Regions from separate parts of the Zea mays genome. Here region 2 is linked to region 1. The links are chromatin contacts, called in public Hi-C maps. All regions are on one chromosome and are shown on one strand. Each heading gives the region's core, a stretch centred on a gene start, on an enhancer-like site or on the middle of the called end of the contact. The rest is flanking DNA. Distances are from core to core; before and after follow the strand shown.

Region 1 (4,335 bases), core at 1,093-3,592:
ATTGGCCCAGCACACTTCATGTACAAAGCAAGAAAATATTTGTTTCAATTATCTGTGAAGAGTATCAAATAGCATGACCAATCGCAAGTTGGCATGGGATTAAAATACAAAAACAGGGCATGGATGGGAATGTCAAATGTCTTGAAGCCATGAAAAAAACAATTCTACATGAAAAATAATTATAGCATTTCCTTAGCCTGAATATCCATTCTGCCTTCTCTTTTTACAGAAAGTAGCATTTCTTGTGAATAAGAAAACAAACTTCTGCGTCACAATCATAATGGAAAAACAGGATTGCCTTACAAGTAATTCACTAGATATAGACGGATTTTCCTTACCTCCTTGCACTTTATGACAGCATCTGGCTTACAGAAGTACGGGATCTGGCTGAGTACAATCTCTCTTGCTTCCTATCAAGCTCAGGAAAATTTAATTTCAGTCAATGCACTATACTGTTGTAATATGTCCAAACTGTGCAAGTGAAAGCAAAGGATAGATTAATGCAATACCAAATAAGAGATTATAATTGTCTAAACTCCTAAAAGTATGGCTGGGGGGGTAGCATAATGTCCATAATGTGCTGTGTACAGCTTCTGTTTCCATACACACCTCAATTCCTTCAACAGTCTCCTTGTACCCAGCTTGTGCATACTCTTTGGTTAATGTCTCTTCGGGACAGTTTGGTGTTTGTGGATAGAAGTCAGGTGGCCCAAGCCTACAGAAGAGACATGTAAAAGGAGCAACAAGGATCCAACGAAACCATATCGTGGGACAAATCAACAGTTCTTAGTTATAAATAGAAGAACAATATATGAAATCGTCGTTTTATAAGCAGATATCATGTCAAAGCTGATAGGGGTGGCCAAAAAAAGGAAGAGAATCATAACCAGTCTGAGATTAAAAAAAAAACATGCAAATAGGAGAAGAGTCGTTAGCTCTCTCATTGATGTGAAGTGGCTTTGGTCGATAAGTTAGACATACTTGTTATTAAGTGGATCTTTGTCACACTTTAGCTTGTATGGAACTAGCTGCTGCTGCCGCCTGAAAGACAGGGGTGTTAGGGAGAAAAAGATATCAGAATCACCACTGTGGGAAGAAAAATGCACAAGCAAAATATAAACAAGAAATAGAGTACTGGAAGTGAGGTCGATACTACTTCCTACTGCACCACAGCACCTCATTCCAAACAAGCGAGTGAATGTGGCACAATTATATCTAACTTCAAGTGATACATATCTTCTAGTTATTATATGGTAGACATGGGAAGTTTACAAAACATGTGAACAGAAATAACAGACTAACAGTGATGAGCATGCCATTCAGACTTTTGAAATAATGTATCCACAGGGAATGCATTCGCATAGGTGGTTGCATCATGTGATTATGATATGAAATAAGCGGAAATGTTCAACACGGAAGTTATTCAGAGGACGAAGCAAGTAGAGAACAATGCGCGCATTCCAAGCTATATATGTTCATTCATAGAATGGACTTTCCACTTGTTAAAAATAAAACGGTCTGTGACAGGCTACTTTATTGAGGGCAGAGATGGATAGCAGTTTCTATTTCGAGGATGAAACACAAATCCTGCTGACAAAATAGCCTTGAAGATGTCTGCACGCACGAACAAGGACACCTGGCATTACAGTTGCGAAAGAGGTGACTGCCTAATCCGAACTCCGAAGGGGTTACTGCGTCGTGCCACAGTGCCTACTCAGCAACTACACTAATCAAATAAGTTACCAATGGCAGCCGTCGTTTAAAACGCCTGACCATGCAGATCAAATTGGACAGGGAAACAAGGGAGCGGGGGTTGGAGTGTCACCTGGAGCTGACAGGGTACCCAGAGGAGGAGGACGAGAAGGGCGAGGCTTCCAACCTCGCGCCGTCCCTGCCACCGCTGAACCCAGCGCTGTTGCTGGAGTACCTATGCATGGCCCCCCAGCAAGTCACCTGAGCGGCGCCCCCGGCATGAGCGCAACCTCCTTTATTGTCCTCAGCGGCCGACCGGACGGAAGAGCGAGAGCAAGAGGAGGCCCCGTCGCGGCCCGATCCCGAATCCGAGAGTACGGTTTTAGGAAATCGAGCGGAGAAATGGCGCGCGAGCCGCCCTCAGGGGAGCGGAGCACACGGGGTGGGAAGAGCTGGTAGCCTAGGGTTTGGTGGCGGAGCGGGGTCGGAGATGGGTGAAGGCGAGCGGCGGGGCGGAGGAATGACGAGTGGATGGATGGATCGGTGGTGCTGGGTTGCTGCTGCCTTCGTGGGTGGTGGTGGTGGTGGTGGTGGGTTGGCAAGCAGGCAAGGGAAATGGTGTTCCTCTTTGCTTTGCTCTGCTGTACTGCTGTTGTCTGTTTGGTGCGGGGGTTGCGCTTGCGCTCGGGGGAAGAAAGCAAACCATAGCCCCCGCACTGACCGTTGACTCTCCCTCCCTCCGTGGCCGTGATCGTCAGGACAAGAGTAGCTGAATTTGTGGGCGTGGTGGGCGCGCACGAGAGTGTGCCCGAGGAGGAGAAGCAACACAATGGGTATGTTTGGTTGTCTGCATCTGCGCGCGCTTGTATTACAGGATGTGGGTAGCTGTTGTTTGGTTGCTGTGAGGCAGGCTATGCGCGTGCGAGCTCTGTGTTTGGTTGTCTGCATGTAGATTTGGATCCAGGCTCACACGATCCTTAAAGCACCCTGAGCCAGGCTCACCAGATACGAGCAGATTGGTCGCATCTCCAGAGCCAGGCTCCAGTGATCCTAGCTCACACAACCAGGTTGGCGAGAAAAACCAACCAAACAGACCTATAAGGTATTATTGTCCCTTTTGGTTTACATATAGATTTTAGTTGTCATAATTAGTTTATGGATGTGATGGACGTGCGAACGAGATCACGAGACATGAGAGTGTGCCGGAGAGGGACAACACACAAGGTATTATTGCTCCAATTATTTTAACTTCTGTAATAACTAAAAATTTCACTTTTCAGCATGCTTTTTTAAAATTGCTTCTATAAGAAAAATACCTCAAATTAACGTGAACTAGAAAACGACGTGCGGCGTTGTCACGCTGCTGCACAATATTTATGTGTAGAAAAAAGATGAATGTTGGACATAAGAGTGTCCTTAAAGGGATAGAGACATCAATACATCCTACCTTAGTAACTCAATTGCAAAATACTAACGGAAATATTTGCTGGAGATTACTACTTATGTTTTGTTGGTTTATAACATAAGATTGACACCATATAGCTACATACTTATATACATCAAAAGATGCACCATTATTGGTGTTCAAGTAAACAAAAGTTATAGAAATATTGTACTAGTCAAAAGGACTTCTAAAGTCTACTACTTTAATTTGACTTTTTGGGTTATATCATGCAGCATTTTTTGCTTTTAGTTTGAGGGTAGATCCTTCTAATTTTCTGTAGAAGATCATCATTGTCATCAATTGTTTCTTGTTGAGAAAAAGTTTTGTGAGACAAAATAACCAGATGAGATCATGAGCAGAGCCAAGTTTAAACTTATCAAAGAAATAGAGTAGAGTGAGCAAAGTAAAAGTGTTGGCAGAAATTGTATTGGTATAATTTTTCTATTTTGAAGGAACACGGTAAAAAACATCTATTATTGTTTGGTTTAAACCGGATAAAGAAAATGTGTTGGTCAGGATAAGACATCCATTATGTACTAGGGATGAATAGGAAAATAAAGGAAACGTATTAGAGCGCAAGTCTCTTTCCTCTTGATAGCATTACATCGAAGAACACATGGTGCGCATCCACGTGTTGTCCATCTCGAGCTCAAAGTCGAAATCTGGTTCGACATTGCCACCGGCTGATCTCGTGTTTCCCTAACAGCTAGATTGTTGCCGATAAACGAGCAACCTTGCTAGGTTATGATACACCCAGTGTGAGGTTAGCCAAGACCTAACAAATTAGGGTTGTCTAGAGCCCAGCAGTTTATTAAGCACAACCAACTTAAGAAAAGGTTTTGATGGGGGTGGTTCTCCCTTTTAAGGTGGCTTCCTCATCCCAAGTTAAGTAAGGTAGGATAATTCTGAGGCTTACACGGTCATTGCTAGACTATAATTAGACCAACTGGGTCAATTGTGTCTTTGACAACGGGTAATAGTGGATGATGTTCTCATCATTCCCACCTTTTTAAAATGGGCCCTAGCTCTGATACCAGATAATACACCCAGCCAGGTGGGGTTGGCCGAGTCCCAACAAATTAGGGTTGCCCGAAGCCCAACATTTAATTAAGCACATCCAACTCAAAGAAAGTCCCAATTGCCCCAAAAGACTAGCCTGATGGGGGAAGGGCGGCTCTCCCTTTTAAGGTGGCTTCCTC
Region 2 (4,335 bases), core at 731-3,230, 290 kb before region 1:
GGAACTCCAAACTTCAAATCTAAGGAATCCTCTTACCTTATTGAGTTCCAATATGCTGCAATGGTCACCAAGAACATGTCCAATAACTGGAATGACCCAAATTCTGATTATTTCTAGATTTGTCACTTTTTGTCATTTCTATCAAAGTCTTACACAACTATAATTCATTTCCAGGTTCTTTCTTTGATACCTCTTCCTTGGACTTGTGACCTTGCTTCTTCAGTTGTCTTGAGCTAGCAACCCCCATGTCATATGATTTGAATCATCTAATCACATATGAATTAAACCGATGACTTCTAATCACATCCTCTAATGTTGTGATCTTCATCGTTGTATTAATCTTCACAATCTGATTAGTCTATCGACATCTTGCAAGTACTCACTTCTTCACCTTAGCTATGGTACCTCGGTCCACAAGCCATCTGCTTGACCTTCACCTTCACTTAATACATCAAAGCCCTTTCCTTACCTGTATTCACCCTATCAGGTTGTTTCCAAGTCACATTATACTGAGCATCCATTTAAAAAGCATTTCTTCAATATTGTGAACCTTGTTTTAATATTATCTAGATATGAGTGTAAAGATTAATCAAGCCTCAGAGTGTTTCTCATAGAAACATATATGTATCAACATCAATATGATCAAACCAATTCATAATTCCTTATATCATATTCGTTTTGGCTTGACACTTCCTTTCATTTACTTCAATCTCTATCTTCAACAAAGATCAGTCATCCTTATATGACTTTTATCTGGCTTGATTTGTCCCTTGACTAAATGCAAGAACTTGCTTCTTCGCTTGATCAAGCTTTCCTTAAGCCATACCTCTTGAGTGTACATTGAATCCTTTGATGTCTAATTATCTAATAGATGATATTTTAACTTTTGATCTTCATGGAATATCTCATCTCCACAGATCCAAATGACCTTACTTATATGACATACTTACCATTGTTTGATGTTGATCCTTTATAATTTTATATTATGAACAATTGATGTATATGATACATTTTCATATCAATCCTTATAGAATAGTTAAAGCGTGTGCGCGCAGGCGTGGGCGCTCAGCAGCCGAGCGAGGGGCACGTGTGCCAGATAGGGGCGTGAGCGAGGTGTAGTGGCGCAGTGCAGGCGGGCGCGTGTGCCAGGCGTGGTCGCGCATGCGAGCGTGTGTGTGAGGGGGGTGGGTGGGCAGGTGGTGGGGTGTGAGGCGACGGGTGGTGTGAGAGGTGGCGTGGGGTGGAGGGTGAAGGGAGATATGCGGGCATATTATAGAATATAGGAGATGATGACAAATTTCGTAATTTTAATGTATATAACCATGAGTAGTGGATCTTTTGCTAAAAATAATCTCAAATAAAGTACTCTCGAGAAAATTATGACGTTATCATAATCTGGGCTTTAGATTATACAATCTGGACCTATAATCTAGGTGTTTGTTTACCCACTAGATTATTTGCACTAGATTATATAGGTTCTGTTTGAGAGGATTTCACTTCAAGAATTATAGTTTCAGGTTTCTAGCTTCACCATAAAACAATTTCAACAGATTAGTAAGACAAAGTTCAAGAGTGTTTGGCTTGCACATAAATTCTAGCTTCTATAATACAATTAATTTGTTTGAGTTTTCTTAATTATCTTTGATGGTTAGTGAGTGAAGAAAGAGACATAAATCGGTAGATCATGTAACCAATAGCACGGTAGATAATTTTTATACAACTTCACGATAATGTATGAAAATATTATTTTTGAAGCACCATTTGAGTAGCTTCAAAAAATTTATGAAACTGGCTTTTAGTTTAAAATTTTTTAAAGTTAGATCTCGTGGAGCTGATCGTGTTGTACAGAAGAAGCTAGAATAGACTTAATTTTTTGAAGTGAAGGTCTACTAAATAGATCATACTCTAAGCATATTATAATGCAAAACAAATAAACCTAAAAATTTGATATTGTAATGGCATATATATATATATAAAACATACCATTGCAATGTCAAAGGGCGAGGATCGAAACTAACCTTTCCAATCTATTCGGCAGGATCTGCTTTGCGACGCTGTCAAAGGAACTCGCTCGACCACCGAACCCCCCTTGCCCTAGCGCTCCCCGCCTCCGCCTCTCGCCGCCGGCGAGATGATCCCTGTCAGCGCCGATATCCCTGTGGAGCTGCGCTTCCTTCTCGAATGCGCCACCGGCTCCAACTTCGACTCCATTCGGCTCGAGCTCTGCCAGGTATCTGTACTGCTTGACCCTTTCCGCTTCCTGCCATCGTTGCGTTCCCCCTCCCTTTGATTCGTCGGTTCTCAGTCTGTGTAGCTTGTATCCTTGTGGAGGGCGATCAGTTCTACCCTAGGTTAGCCTAACGGTAAGATTGTCAATTCTGAGTTTAAACTTGTTAGAGTTGCAGGCCACAAGTTCAGCGCCTAGCGACCTAGGTTGTTAACTTCGCATCCACTTGATTACTGCAAACAAGTTTTTTTGGGACGTATGACCGTGCTTAAATTCTGTATGAATCTTTAAAACTCATTGGCTTCACTAGCTGTGCTAACGTATTTAATCTACTAGCCAGTTGTCCGTGCTTTGCTACGGTTTTTATAGAGGACATATCCTGTGCAATCACTCATTTTGGTGCAAGCGTGCAATCAAACTATCCAGAGCATCCAGTCTAGATCCAACGGTTTCATATGGAAGTGGTTAAATGTAAAATAGAAACTAGGTTTCAGGTGGGAGGGGTTAAATGTAAAATAACAGTTACCATTAGATCTAGATCGGATGCACCAGATCGCTTGATTGCATGCTTGCACCAGGATAAGTGATTGCATAGGATATTTTCCCGTTTTTATATATCATATAATTAGGTATATAATTAGGTTTGAAATATTTATTCAAATATAATTATTGTTTATTTCTAAACACTAAGGTATATGTGGTCTGATGGTTAGCCCCAAATTTCTAGATTAGGGTGGCGTGGTGTCGGTGTTTTGACCCAATGGTCATAACCAACTAGTGAATTAGTGCTGCGTGCCCTGGTCCAGATGGTTGATGCAAGAAGACATAAATTTTATCCTGGTTCGGGCAATAGAATGCCCTACTTCCAGCAGAGGGGGATGAGACTTATATTATCTTGCGCCTAAATGCTTGTAGTAGGGGGTACAAGTTAGTCGAGAGTGGGAGTAGATCCCAAGTCCCTAAAGATTATTGAGGCAATTGCCAAATATCGGTTGTGGAGGCGAAAACTTGTGAAGTGTTCTCTCCTCTCCCTTGGAAGCCCTGGACTCCTTTTATATAGCCTTAAGGAGGGATCCCAGGAGCGCCAATGTTTGTCGTAAATGGGAGAGGAGGCGAGTTCGAGCCCCTGTAGCAGCATGGCCACCGGAATGACCTTTGTCCTCGCGGTTGTCTTGGATCAGGGGGAGGACGTCCGACCCTTGTATCTCACATTTTGACCGAGCAGAGAGACGAGGCCAGGATCAGTGCTCGGATGCATACCCGAGCCTATTTTGTGGATGTGTTGTCCGAGTGGTAGTTGTTGGAATAGTGATAAGTATGGTGAAAAGCACATGGTAAGTCGTCCCGTATGGTGTAAAGCATACTTGTCACCAACCCTGTAGTTTCTGTAGTCATCCCGTTGTCAGATGTCTCTGCGGAGGAGTTGGTGGCGTCAGGCGTCCTTTCGTCGATGTTATCTAGGCCGAGGCCATGCTCGGGCGAGGCGGAGGTTCCTCCCGAGGCCATGGTCGGACCTGTGCCAGGGCATGCGGCCGTGTGGGGAGTAGTTAGAACAGTCGCCGGAGTGGCCTCCTGTGGGATTCACGGGGAGTTGATGGCTGCTGGCTGCTGCCAGGGTAGTTGGCCGAGGTCATGCTCGGGCGAGGCAGAGACTTCTCCTGAGGCTGAAGCCGTCTTCGGGCAAGGCAGAGTTCTCTCCCGAGGGTGAGGCTGTGCCCAGACGCGTGCATGTCCCATCCAGAGTTTGTTCGAGAATAGTGGCTGGAGTGGGGGAGCAGTGTTCGTTATTCGTGGGCGTGCGTCATCGTAGTCGGTAAAAGTAGATGGGACCGCGGTCCCATCGTCCCCTGTTTGACCGAGGCGTCACATGGAGTAGATATCCGAATCGTCGCATTTAATGCGCACGTCTCCACGGTCCCCGTGACCTTTGGCCGAGGCTGGTCTCGGGGCTGTCCTCCTGTCCGAGACGAGCTCGGGCGAGGTGGAAATTGCCATTCCGTGAAGAGGGGCCCTCGGGCGAGACGAGGATTTTTCCCGGGCACTGCCTTCGCCCGAGGATGGGCTCGGGCGAGGCGTAGTTTTGAGCGACCGTTGAGCGGGGTCTCGGG

The links. A called contact is a pair of places that touch in the nucleus more often than the background predicts.
Region 2: a contact with region 1 is called in a Hi-C map of leaf, with 2.7 times the contacts expected there. The contact joins the promoter of LOC100502409 here to the promoter of LOC100384108 in region 1. A contact is called at or near these places in 2 of 25 Hi-C or Micro-C datasets (endosperm and leaf).

What each region holds. Positions count from the first base shown.
Region 1 is chr9:161,398,587-161,402,921 of Zm-B73-REFERENCE-NAM-5.0, reverse strand. LOC100384108 reads right to left here and starts at 2,342. Exons shown (of 12, transcript NM_001362244.1): 1 at 1,826-2,342; 2 at 982-1,041; 3 at 610-715; 4 at 339-410. The coding sequence starts at 1,935.
Region 2 is chr9:161,688,736-161,693,070 of Zm-B73-REFERENCE-NAM-5.0, reverse strand. LOC100502409 reads left to right here and starts at 1,980. Exons shown (of 50, transcript XM_020543813.3): 1 at 1,980-2,230. The coding sequence starts at 2,132.